3 separate regions of the Mus musculus genome follow, and regions 2 and 3 are each linked to region 1. The links are chromatin contacts, called in public Hi-C maps. All regions are on one chromosome and are shown on one strand. Each heading gives the region's core, a stretch centred on a gene start, on an enhancer-like site or on the middle of the called end of the contact. The rest is flanking DNA. Distances are from core to core; before and after follow the strand shown. Region 1 has its middle 65 kb from the start of 4930474N09Rik. Region 2 overlaps Foxn3 (forkhead box N3). Region 3 overlaps Foxn3 (forkhead box N3).

Region 1 (3,352 bases), core at 358-2,857:
TGCCCCAAATCTTACTCCTGTTGGAACAAATTAGCACAAATTCTGTGCCTGAAAATGTCATAACTGGATTCTCTTGTGGTGCCAGAGGTCAGAATTCTACTGTTGCCATCCTTCAGCTAAAGTCACAGTGTTGAAGGAGAATGTGTTTCTTGTGGGAGCTCCCGGAGCCAATGCGTTTCTGACTCTTCTGGGTGTGGGAAACTGCTACACTCCTTGGCTCACGTCCTCTTGCTCTAAGTCAGAAGCCTGGTGTCTTCAGATCTTTCTCTGTTTAGGTTGAAACATGGCCTTTCTTCCCCATAAGGACCCTTGTCACCAGTTGGGCTCACCTGAAGAACCCAGGATTTACATCTCAAAATCCTTAATCCAATCCCATCTGCCTAATCTTTACATCATATAAGGTCACAGCAATGGGAATGAAGATACCTTTAGGCTTTTTTATGACTCTAGGGCATGTGGCGTGCATCGAGTCAAACCCTATGTGTTGATTTTAAATTAAAAGAAAAAAGAAAAAGATTTGCTGTTGGCAAGCCCGTGTGATTTCATCCAAGTCAACTTCTCAATGGCCACAAGTTACCATGAATGCTGGTGGCTCAGGAGCGGTGGCTCACACCTATAACCCCGGCATTGAGAAGGTTGGTGCGGGATGACTGTGAGTTAGAGGTCTGCCCCAGCTACACAGAGAGTCCTTGTTCAGAAAGCATAGGAACGGGGTGGTTCTGCCATCAGCTGCCCACCCCGGGCTCAGCCTGCTGTTTTAGGAACAGTGTATCCGACAATTTCTATCCAACTGTGTGCATTAGTGGAGTCTAAGGTCCTTTCCATGCCATTGCCCAGGAAGCCCCGGTGGGTTTCCTTTCACCAAAGCCACTGACTTCATAGTAGTTTCAGGAGAGGTCAGCACCACAACTGCAGAAAGAGACCCTCCGTACAAAAGAAGGAAATCCCTCTGCGTAGCCACAAGACCTTCCGGCCAGGCGACCATCTTCACTGTGGATTTTGGAGGTGCCAGTTTTGATTTTCCACAATACGTTCTTTTACCTAAAAATCATTACATCTGATCTAATACAGTACCAAGCATAGAGACCCTAAGATGTCTATATTTAACATTGCATTCAGTTATGTATCTCGACCTGTGGATTTGGGGGTTACCCTTAACCTTCTTGTTACTAAGATTTCATTCCCCCAACTCTCATTTCCAACCTGGTCTGTGATTTACATTTGTATATGTTTTCTCTAATGATAATTCTGGAGGGTCACTCACAGTCAAAAATCAAACTTTATCTGGAGGGAAACACAAGGCTGGTTGGGATCAGCTGAGATAGAAAAGAGGCCACCCTCCTCCCCCAACTTCTGCAGGGCCCCTCATCCAAGACATTCTCTTTGCTGCCAATTGCCTTCTCCAAGCGAGAAAGAATAAACTAATTTTATACCTATTCAGTCCAATAACGCTCATTGTCCTACCTCCACCTCCAGTGATAAGAGGCAGGAACAGTTCATTTTCCATTGCTAAGCAACCGCAAAAACAGTGCGCCCCGCCTGTGCCCGACCGCCCCGGCTGATAGGGATCGCTGTCTAAAGTTCGTGTTTGCATTCTGAAGTCAACAGTAATTGTAGTTCCCTATTAGTCTTCATTAGGATAGTTTATGGCTGGCCTAACTCCAGTCTCCACTCAGTAGCTTGAATGTACTGTCTTCCTAGGGGAAGAAATATTTGGCAGAAAAAAAAAAAAAAACCTTGTGCGGATTTCCTCCGCTCATTTCCCTTCGGTAGGCCAGGAAAGTACGGTCCACACCCGTAGTTCCCTAGCCTGGGACAACAAGGCCACTGTTGAAGGCATTGGAGGAAACGGGTGGGAAGAAGGCCGTGTACTCCTGGGCTGGCTTCCGTCTACTCTACGGAAAAAGTAGGTCAGTGGTGCACAGGTCCGTTTGGTAAAAGAGCTCTTGCATTTGGGGGCCAAACGCACAGCCCTTCTTTCCAGAGCAAAGGTATGTAGGGCCTTTTTCCATAGACCCGAGTCTCCTGGCTGGCTGACTCAGGACTGGGTGAAACACTGGCCTTACTGTAGAGGTTCAGTCTCAGCCAGCTTGAAAGAGCCGCTCTGGGCCACCAGCTTCCATGTGTTGACTCACCTCGAGGCTGCCAGCCTGCCAGCCTAGTTGCCAGCTTAGTCCGGGAGCAACCCAGGCCCTCACATAACTTGCCCTTTTAGCCCCAGCTCAGAGTTCCAAGGCTGATGGGGGGTGTGGGGTGTGGACAAATATAGAAAACCGCTTCGAGCAATTAGTGAGGATATTACCCTCCTTCTTAGACCCCATCCTCAAACATCCGTTTACTCTCAGCACTTTTCAGAGACAGTGTGGCTCCTGACATCCCTCCTCTACCCCATTCCTTAGAATCGCTGAGGATTTGTTAGGGCCATTCTGGAAAACAAGCCTGCTTGCGCCCCCTAGTGTACACGCGAATCAAAGCATTATAAATTGAGTACCGAGAGCTTGTCTCCTCCAACAGACTGGGGCAGCCCCAGTCTTGAGGCCTAGGGCAGGGACTAGAAACCATCCCTAAATCTTGTCCTCCACCCCACTCTCACCCAGGCCTGCTCTTCTTGAGTCCTTCCTTAAAGTTACTTCCGCATGAAATCTAAATCAAGTCGTTGAAACACCTCACGCTTACGGAAGGCAAGGAGAATCTTTGCCTAGTGGCGGACAGTGCAGAAGCCCAGTGGCTGTGAACTGACACCGGAGTTCAAGTCCCTTTGTTTTGCTACAGTTTTTAAGTTGTGCCATCGGCTCTCTTGGGTACCAGACACCCTGGGATGATGACTCCTTAACAGAAAAAAAAAAATCCTGGAAGGAGAAACTGAATTGAACAGCATGTTTCTTGGATCCTGATCATCTTGAACTTCTGTCTCTCCCTGTCTTCTTCTGTCACCAGAAGGAGACGGGAGAGAGCCCAAGAAAACACAGAGAATCTGTTGCCAGAATCTAAGGCAGGAACACTGAGGCCTGAGGAGGTTACCAGGAGCCATGCAGACACTAAGAAAACCAGAAAACCACCTTCTGGGGTAAAGAGGAAGGTTGCCTACCAGAAAGCTTAGTCCTCAACCAAAGACTTACTTAGACACTCTTCCTAGGTTGGCTCACTTGATGGAAGTCGAGGTGGGCTGGCAAATGCATTTCGTGTCCTGCGCATGAAGTCTGAAGTGTAGAGAGTGTTCCTGAAGGATCAGTTTGAGAAGTATCGTGATTGATTAATAATGTCTGCTGTGAGCATAGAACATATGAATGCTGGTATACATAGAGACTAGGTAAGGAAGTAAGAGCGAGCGTGCTTTGTATACATAGTATGC
Region 2 (3,352 bases), core at 311-2,810, 210 kb before region 1:
AATCCACACTCCGGAACACTGTAAGCCATCTTTCCCATCTAAGCTGTATGGCTTAGCTTTAAACATGAATAGAGTTTAATTTAGAGAAAATGCTGTATATTTTACACAGGAGACAGAGCTGGATTGGTGTGTGTGTGTGTGTGTGTGTGTGTGTGTGTGTGTGTGTGTGTTTGTGTGTGCGCGCGCGTGTGTGCCCGCCCGCCCGCCCGCCCGCCCGCCCGTGCGCCTTCTCCTCAGCTCCCCTCATGGGGATGAAGCAGATTCTTTAGAGCAGAAGAAGAGGAAGGGAGACTCCTCAGGAAGCTGCTGAGCTCCGCCTCTGTAAGAATTCATGAAAATGATGGTGTGGTTCCTGATTGGGTATCTTTGGGTTCTACACCCTCACGCTTGAACATCCACAAAACCAAGGATATTTACTTGGGGGAAAAAATAGAATTTTTTAAAAGGATATATTTATTTATTTTATGTATATGAGTGCACTGTAGTTGTCTTCAGACACACCAGAAGAGAGCATAGGATTCCCTCACAGATGGTTGTGAGCCACCATGTGGTTGCTGGGAATTGAACTCAGGACCTCTGGAAGAGCAGTCAGTGCTCTTAACCACTGAGCCATCTCTCCAGCCCTTGAAATAGAATTTATCCTGAACATATTATACATGCCCTTTATCATTACTTCTTAAACAGTACAGTATTGTAACAGTTTATATAGCATCTGCATTGTGTTTGGTAACCCAGAGATTAGCTGGTGCATGTGTGCATATACTGTGCTATCTTGTGTAAAGAGTTCTAGGCACCTGTGGGAATTTTTGTGTCCTTGAGAGATCTGGGGTGACTGACATTTTACAAAGGCTTAGGTCTCCCAGGCCCCTTTTCTCACACTCTTCTTAAAACACACACACACACACACACACACACACACACACACACACACACATACGATTGCCGAGGGGGGGGGTTGAAATACAAATGTGTGATTTGTTTAGTATCATATTTGTGAGAGTCAGAAAAGTCATAGAAGCACCTAAGTTTCTGTGATCATGAACGGAAGGCAAATCTACATTATAGATCTATTTAATAAGAGTCATTCTTGGATTCTCCATCCCAATTTCTTAACAAACATCAAATTTAAATATTTATCTGTTTTGAAGTTAGTCTAGATCTAGAAGTGGCCCTTTCTGATGGGTGGGGGTGGGGAGGGGAGCTGGCTTGACTCTTGCCAGGCAGCTCATCCTGCCTGGTGTTGGCTGCCAGCAAGCTGTTGGCAATAAGTGCAAATCCTTTTGTCTTGTTAAGAAATTATTGTTAAAGATGCAGTAGTGTATAAAGTCCGCTCTGTCGTTCAAATGACTGTATCTCTGGTGATAACTCCCCACACTCAGACAATCTTGGTGTCCTGTTGAAGCTAATAGGTGCAAATTTTAGTAGGACTTTTAAGAACCCAGTACCCCATATTTACAAGTCTTTCTATGTAATCAATTTCTTTACCACCTGCCCTAACCCTCCCCCAAGCAGTCAGAAGTCTGGACTGGCAGGATGTGTCCCCGGGATCTTCATGGCATCTGCTCTTACAGTCAGGTTTCTCAGTCTGGGCTCAAACACGACAGTCTGACATGGCAGACCTGGTGCTGCGGCTCTGTCATTTGCATGGCTTTGTGTGTGTTGTCTTATCTTTTGTGTTTTGCTGTGAGCTACATGACTACTTGAGCATCATGCAGACACATGAAGGTATGTTCATAGCTGCCTGTTTTTTAAAGTCGAAGCAGCTCAGACTAAAAGGGGATCCGCTTTCAGGACCTGCTCAAGTTTCCCTGCGACAGCATCAGAGCTATTTTTAGAGGAGTGATCACCAGGAAGAGCCAGGACAGCTGCATTCAACAGCAGCCGCAGAGACAGAGGGTCGTTTGTGGGACTGCAGAGGTTGAGCCTGTTGATATGGGAGACAAAGGGGCATGCATATCTGTCCTTCAGTTAGGTAGGCCACCCCTGTTCAGAGCCCTTGAACCTTTGCAGCTGTGGGAGTGTTAATTTAGTGCTTGGTTGCCTTGGCTCTGAGTCCAGCCAGATGCAGAGATAGGGGCCGATGGCAGGACTGCCCTGCAGAGTGCCCAGTCTGAGAAGACAGCGACTTATTCTCACTCAGAAACAGCTACCAGACTTTCAGTGTTTGAATTCTCAGTTCTCTTTTGCTTCTGCAGACGACAAAAGTCAACAGATATCAGGAACTGGCTGATGCATGTGTGCGTGCATGCGTGCGTGTGCGTGTGTGTGTGTGTGTGTGTGCCTTGGATCCCTTACTATTCCTGCTTGACACTTTTAAGTGACGTCACCATTCTGAATAAAGAGCACTTAGCAAAAAAAAGAGGGTTTTGGTAACTGGTCTGTATACTTCATAGAGCTAGTTAGCATTCTTCCTTTTTATTATTTGTTTTTGTTTTTGGGACGGGTCTCACTCACTGTGTAGCCCTGGTGTCCTGTAGCTTACTATGTATGTAGACCAGGCACTATGTAGACTATAGACTCACAGAGATTGCCTGCCTCTGCCTCTTGAGTGCTGAAATTAAAGGCTTGTGCTACCATACCCTGCTCCCTCCCTCCCTCCCTCCCTTTCTTTCTGAGGCATTTGCTATACACCTGCTGTTGCCATCCACTTAAGAGTGTGTGTGATGCATATAAAGACAGACTCTATCTACTTTATACATGGAGCGTGGAGAAAAGGAGACAGCCTGGAGGGGCAGCATTGTGTAGAATGAACAGAGCTTGCATTAAGGATGGGGAAGGCAGCTGCTTTAAGTAGAGGGTAGCTGCCTAGAGTAGACACTAAGGTGAGAGCATTTACTTGTACTTGGGAGGCCACAAGCAGCCTGGTACCCAGAGAATGAAAGAGCACGAATGTGAGGGATGCCAGAGGAGGAAGCCAGAGCAGGTGTGGCGCTCAGCAACCTGGAAGTGGCACCGATCAGGGGGAGCCAGAGGCCGGTGCCTTTCATCACCTGCTAGATGGCCTGGACTATATAAAAGGTAAAAACATTGCTAAGTGCGTGCATGGATCTCCTGTGTAAGGTTCAGCAGCTCCATGCAGTTAAAGGATGTCCTACATATAAAGGAGCTTCCCTAGAAAAGCTAAGAGCAACAGCAACGGAGCAGTCCTCAAACTGAGGCCATGTGACTCCCGTGACGAAGGCAGAGGTGGAGAGAAGCATCGGAGAAGGAGGGCAGGAGAGAGGGAGAGGAGCCACACCCTTCAGGAACTCTCAGGTTAGAGTTCTGTTGAGAAGGGTGCATCCCACAGCCAGTTAGCAGCAGACGAGAAGTAGAACCTACACATCCCGTGTCAGGAAGCAGTCTCAGCGGA
Region 3 (3,352 bases), core at 446-2,945, 190 kb before region 1:
AGTTCGTCATGTATTACAGATTCAGACAACCTAGAAAGAAATCTTGGCTTCCTAAGCAAGTGGCTTAACCCTTGTAATAGTGTGAGTTCCATTACTATAGCAAAATAGCTGAAGTAGGATAAATTGTAAAGAAACGAGGTTGTTCACAGTCTGAAAGTGTAAGGCACAGAGAGCCAGCCCTTGTAATTCTTCCTCCGACAAGGGCCTCATGACCCTGGCATTACAGTGATAGGAACACGCAGAGAAGAGGTCACATGGTGAGACAGGAAACAAAAAAAAAAGCGTTGTTGTTGTTATTATTATTATTATAATCTTAGGTGTATGGTTGTTTTGCCTGCATGTATATCTGTGTACCACATGGGTGCAGAGCCCACAGACGTCAGGAGAGGGTGTGCCCTGGAACTGGAGTTACAAATGGTTGTGAGCAGCCATTTGGGTGCCAGGAACCAAACCCAGGTGACCCGCAAGAGCAATCAGTGCTTAACTGTCACGCCACCACTACCGTCCCTGAGGGGCTCACTGTGTTCATTTTTTGGCAACGCCCTTTCCTGTGAATCTACTCCTCAGGACCAGCATTCACCTGTTCATCTCGTCTATCTCCAAAGGGTTCGCTCTTCCACACACTCATGGAGAAACACCACAAAATCTTCCCAGGAGCATTCTTGTCAGTTTCCACTCTGAACGTCAGCCCAGCCAGCATCTCTTTGCTGATCCTAGCAGGATTCAGGGACCACTCTTTGGCACTGAGTTCTTGACTCCAAGGGCCCGCATCTCTGGTTTTGTTGGGTTTTCTGAGACCCTCCCCCGCCCGCCTGTCCCTTTCACAAGTGGCAGCTCGCCCTGGGCTTTCTGGCATCTTTCATCCCTTCCGCAAGCTGACTCTTTTGTCCACTGTGCAAAGGAGGGCGTTCACCTCTTGCATAAATCTGCTTACTGCCCCCAGGCGTGCCCACTAAAAAACCTTAGCACTTACAGGGAGGGGGCAGCCCCTCTCCACATTTGCCCTCAGATGCCCACTGCCTTCTGTTCTCCTTGGCCCGGGGTAGACTCTGAGTCTTCCTCCGCATTGTTTGTCTTTTTGTCCTGCAGTGAGGAAAGCTTTTTCTGGAGCTTCAGTAATTGTCAGCGTGCCGGTCTGTTTACAGAGGTGAAGTTGGAGGGGTGCTCCTGGGCTCCTCTAATCTTTCTCTGTGTGCTTTGGAACATGCTTTTATGCTCATTAAAAAATAACAAGGAAGTACGACTTTCAAAGAGGCCGCTAGTTCATTTTGATCTTTGCTGGTCCGGTTATTTATTTATTTTGGAATGAAGGGTCTTAGGTATGTAGTATACCTAAGACTTGCAATGTCCATTTACCTTTCAAGTACTGGGATTGCAGGCTTGTGTTAGCATGTTCAGTTGGTATATGATGGAGACTGAAGGCTTTGAGTGTGCCAGGCAAGAGCTGAGCCGCACCCCCCACACCTGTGAGCCCAGCTGTCTAAACTTCCCATGCCAGTAGCCTGCTGTACAGTCGAAGGCCCCTTCAGTTCCATAGTCTGCATTTCCCTGCTTGACCCTAACTTTAGCTAATCTCCAGACCCCTGTCTCTAATAACTGTCTTCATGGAAGTCTCATATTGCCCTCTGAGAAAGCAGCCCTGTGAGCAGACTGCTGAGTAAGACGTTATGGCCAGCAAGGCTGAGGACAGGAAATTGAAAACATTTACCAGAGACTTCCTCAAGAGGCAAGGCATCTGTTTCCCCCACTTCCCCTCTGTGTGTGTATGTCTGTGTGTCTGTCTGTCTTTTGTCTGTGTGTGTCTTTGTGTGTCTATGTGTGTACACACACCGCACATACTTGTAGGTATGCCCGTGCTGTGGTCCAAGTGTTGAGGGCAGAGGACATCCTCCAGTCTTCGTACATGTGTCTGCCTTTTTTGAGACAGGGTCTTTTCACCTAAGTACTTCAGGCTAGCTGACCTGGGAGCTGCCAGGCATCCTCCTGCCTCTGCTTTTCTGCTCCAGTAAGGGGCCTGCACTGAGCTCCTGGGGTTTGAATTCAGGTCCTCACACTTACACAGAGAATTGCTTTACCTATGGAGCCAGTCCCCCAACATACACTTTATGATTGCTAAAGATTGGATGGAGAATAGAAAGTCCTAGAATTAGCCACTGGAAGGTTAGTACAAAGAATAACCCTACTGCTGAGCACTGATCTTACTTGATGTTCATTTTTATGGATGTAACTTTAGACTAAATACATCAATAGGAATGTTTTCTTTTAGATTGCATAGCGTTTAGGAATGTTTCTGAAATCTATTAAATTATACCCGTAACAAGACTATGAAGTGTAGAGATGAAACAGCTTTGGATCCTGTTGCCATAAGTAACATGTGTCTTATCAAAGAGCCCTGGCTTTAAGTACAATTGGAAAGGAAAAGCCATTCCCCTTGAAGCTCTGTGGAACTGCTGGGGTGGAGGTCTAGAAATATTTTTGTAAAATTACCAAAAGACTTAAGGATAATGAAGCTTTTAGGATGTGTTCTGAGCAAGCTGTTCAAATGATGGTTTCAGAAGTGGACTTAAAATTACCCCCTCTAAGCTTCCGAAGCCAAGTTTATATCCATTCTTTCTGCTCCCTGTGGGTTTCCTTCCTAAGCCCTTGCCAAGCGGCAGGCCTTAGGGTTTTCATATCTGTGCCATCACGCACACAATGGGATGTGTGCCTACATTTGTGTGCACATGTGTGTAGCCCAGGTTCTTAAGTGGAATGGCCTTAAAGAGATCGTTACTCTCAGTGGTCCTTGCAGCCTGTAGAAGAAAGTTGCAGGCTCTCCAGATGTGGGTAATGGAACCCTGGGATGACATGCCCCTGCCGCCCCAACCATGTGCCCTCAAGCAGCTCATCTGACTGGTGCAGGCCTCTGCTTCCTGCCCAGTCCAAAAAGCAAGAGTCCCAACTTGATGAACTTGGTGAGAATTAAAAGGCACAGCATTCGTTATGTTCACGGTAACATCTGTGCAGACTCCTGCAGCTTCGTATACCTTCACCCTCAAGCAACAACAACAAACATTCTCCCCCAGTTGACTATAGAGATGCCTTTAGGGCATTTAAGGTCACTTTCAATCTCTGGTGTATTGAGGCTGGGAAAGACTCAGGCTCTCCTCCCAAGAGCATCCCATGCAGTTCTTGCCATGCTTGAATGACTGTGGTCCCACAGAAATGGAACAAACACAAAGAAGGTTCCCCTGGGTCTCACTGGAGTTGCCTGTGATCTGTAGGGCTTGTTCTTTGACTTAGTGTGCTGGATTATGCAGAATAAAACCAGACCCGACAAAGGTCTGTTTCAGTAAACAGGGAGGTCGAGCAT

Evidence for each region. A called contact is a pair of places that touch in the nucleus more often than the background predicts.
Region 2: a contact with region 1 is called in a Hi-C map of the CH12 cell line, with 2.0 times the contacts expected there. The contact joins two enhancer-like sites. A contact is called at or near these places in 2 of 15 datasets of contacts at CTCF or cohesin (large pre-B cells and pro-B cells), 3 of 484 Hi-C or Micro-C datasets (the CH12 cell line, Sertoli cells and cortical neurons) and 2 of 115 datasets of contacts at active chromatin or transcription factors (cardiomyocytes and stem cell-derived neural progenitor cells).
Region 3: a Hi-C map of cerebellum shows a contact between it and region 1, with 3 times the contacts expected there. The contact joins two enhancer-like sites. A contact is called at or near these places in 1 of 15 datasets of contacts at CTCF or cohesin (the NIH/3T3 cell line), 3 of 484 Hi-C or Micro-C datasets (cerebellum, cranial neural crest and olfactory sensory neurons) and 1 of 115 datasets of contacts at active chromatin or transcription factors (embryonic basal ganglia).

The regions. Positions count from the first base shown.
Region 1 is chr12:99,096,191-99,099,542 of GRCm38.p6, reverse strand. No RefSeq gene overlaps it. Among named protein-coding and RNA genes, the nearest start is that of 4930474N09Rik, 65 kb to the left of the region's middle. Within about 2 kb of position 1,607, at least 72 of the 459 cell types and tissues checked have an H3K27ac peak or open chromatin away from gene starts, as enhancers often do. A contact at or near this core is called in the CH12 cell line and cerebellum, where this site is marked.
Region 2 is chr12:99,304,894-99,308,245 of GRCm38.p6, reverse strand. All of the region lies in intron 3 of Foxn3 (forkhead box N3), which reads left to right. Among named protein-coding and RNA genes, the nearest start is that of Gm46371, 24 kb to the left of the region's middle. Within about 2 kb of position 1,560, at least 73 of the 459 cell types and tissues checked have an H3K27ac peak or open chromatin away from gene starts, as enhancers often do. A contact at or near this core is called in the CH12 cell line, where this site is marked.
Region 3 is chr12:99,282,969-99,286,320 of GRCm38.p6, reverse strand. All of the region lies in intron 4 of Foxn3 (forkhead box N3), which reads left to right. Among named protein-coding and RNA genes, the nearest start is that of Gm46371, 46 kb to the left of the region's middle. Within about 2 kb of position 1,695, at least 66 of the 459 cell types and tissues checked have an H3K27ac peak or open chromatin away from gene starts, as enhancers often do. A contact at or near this core is called in cerebellum, where this site is marked.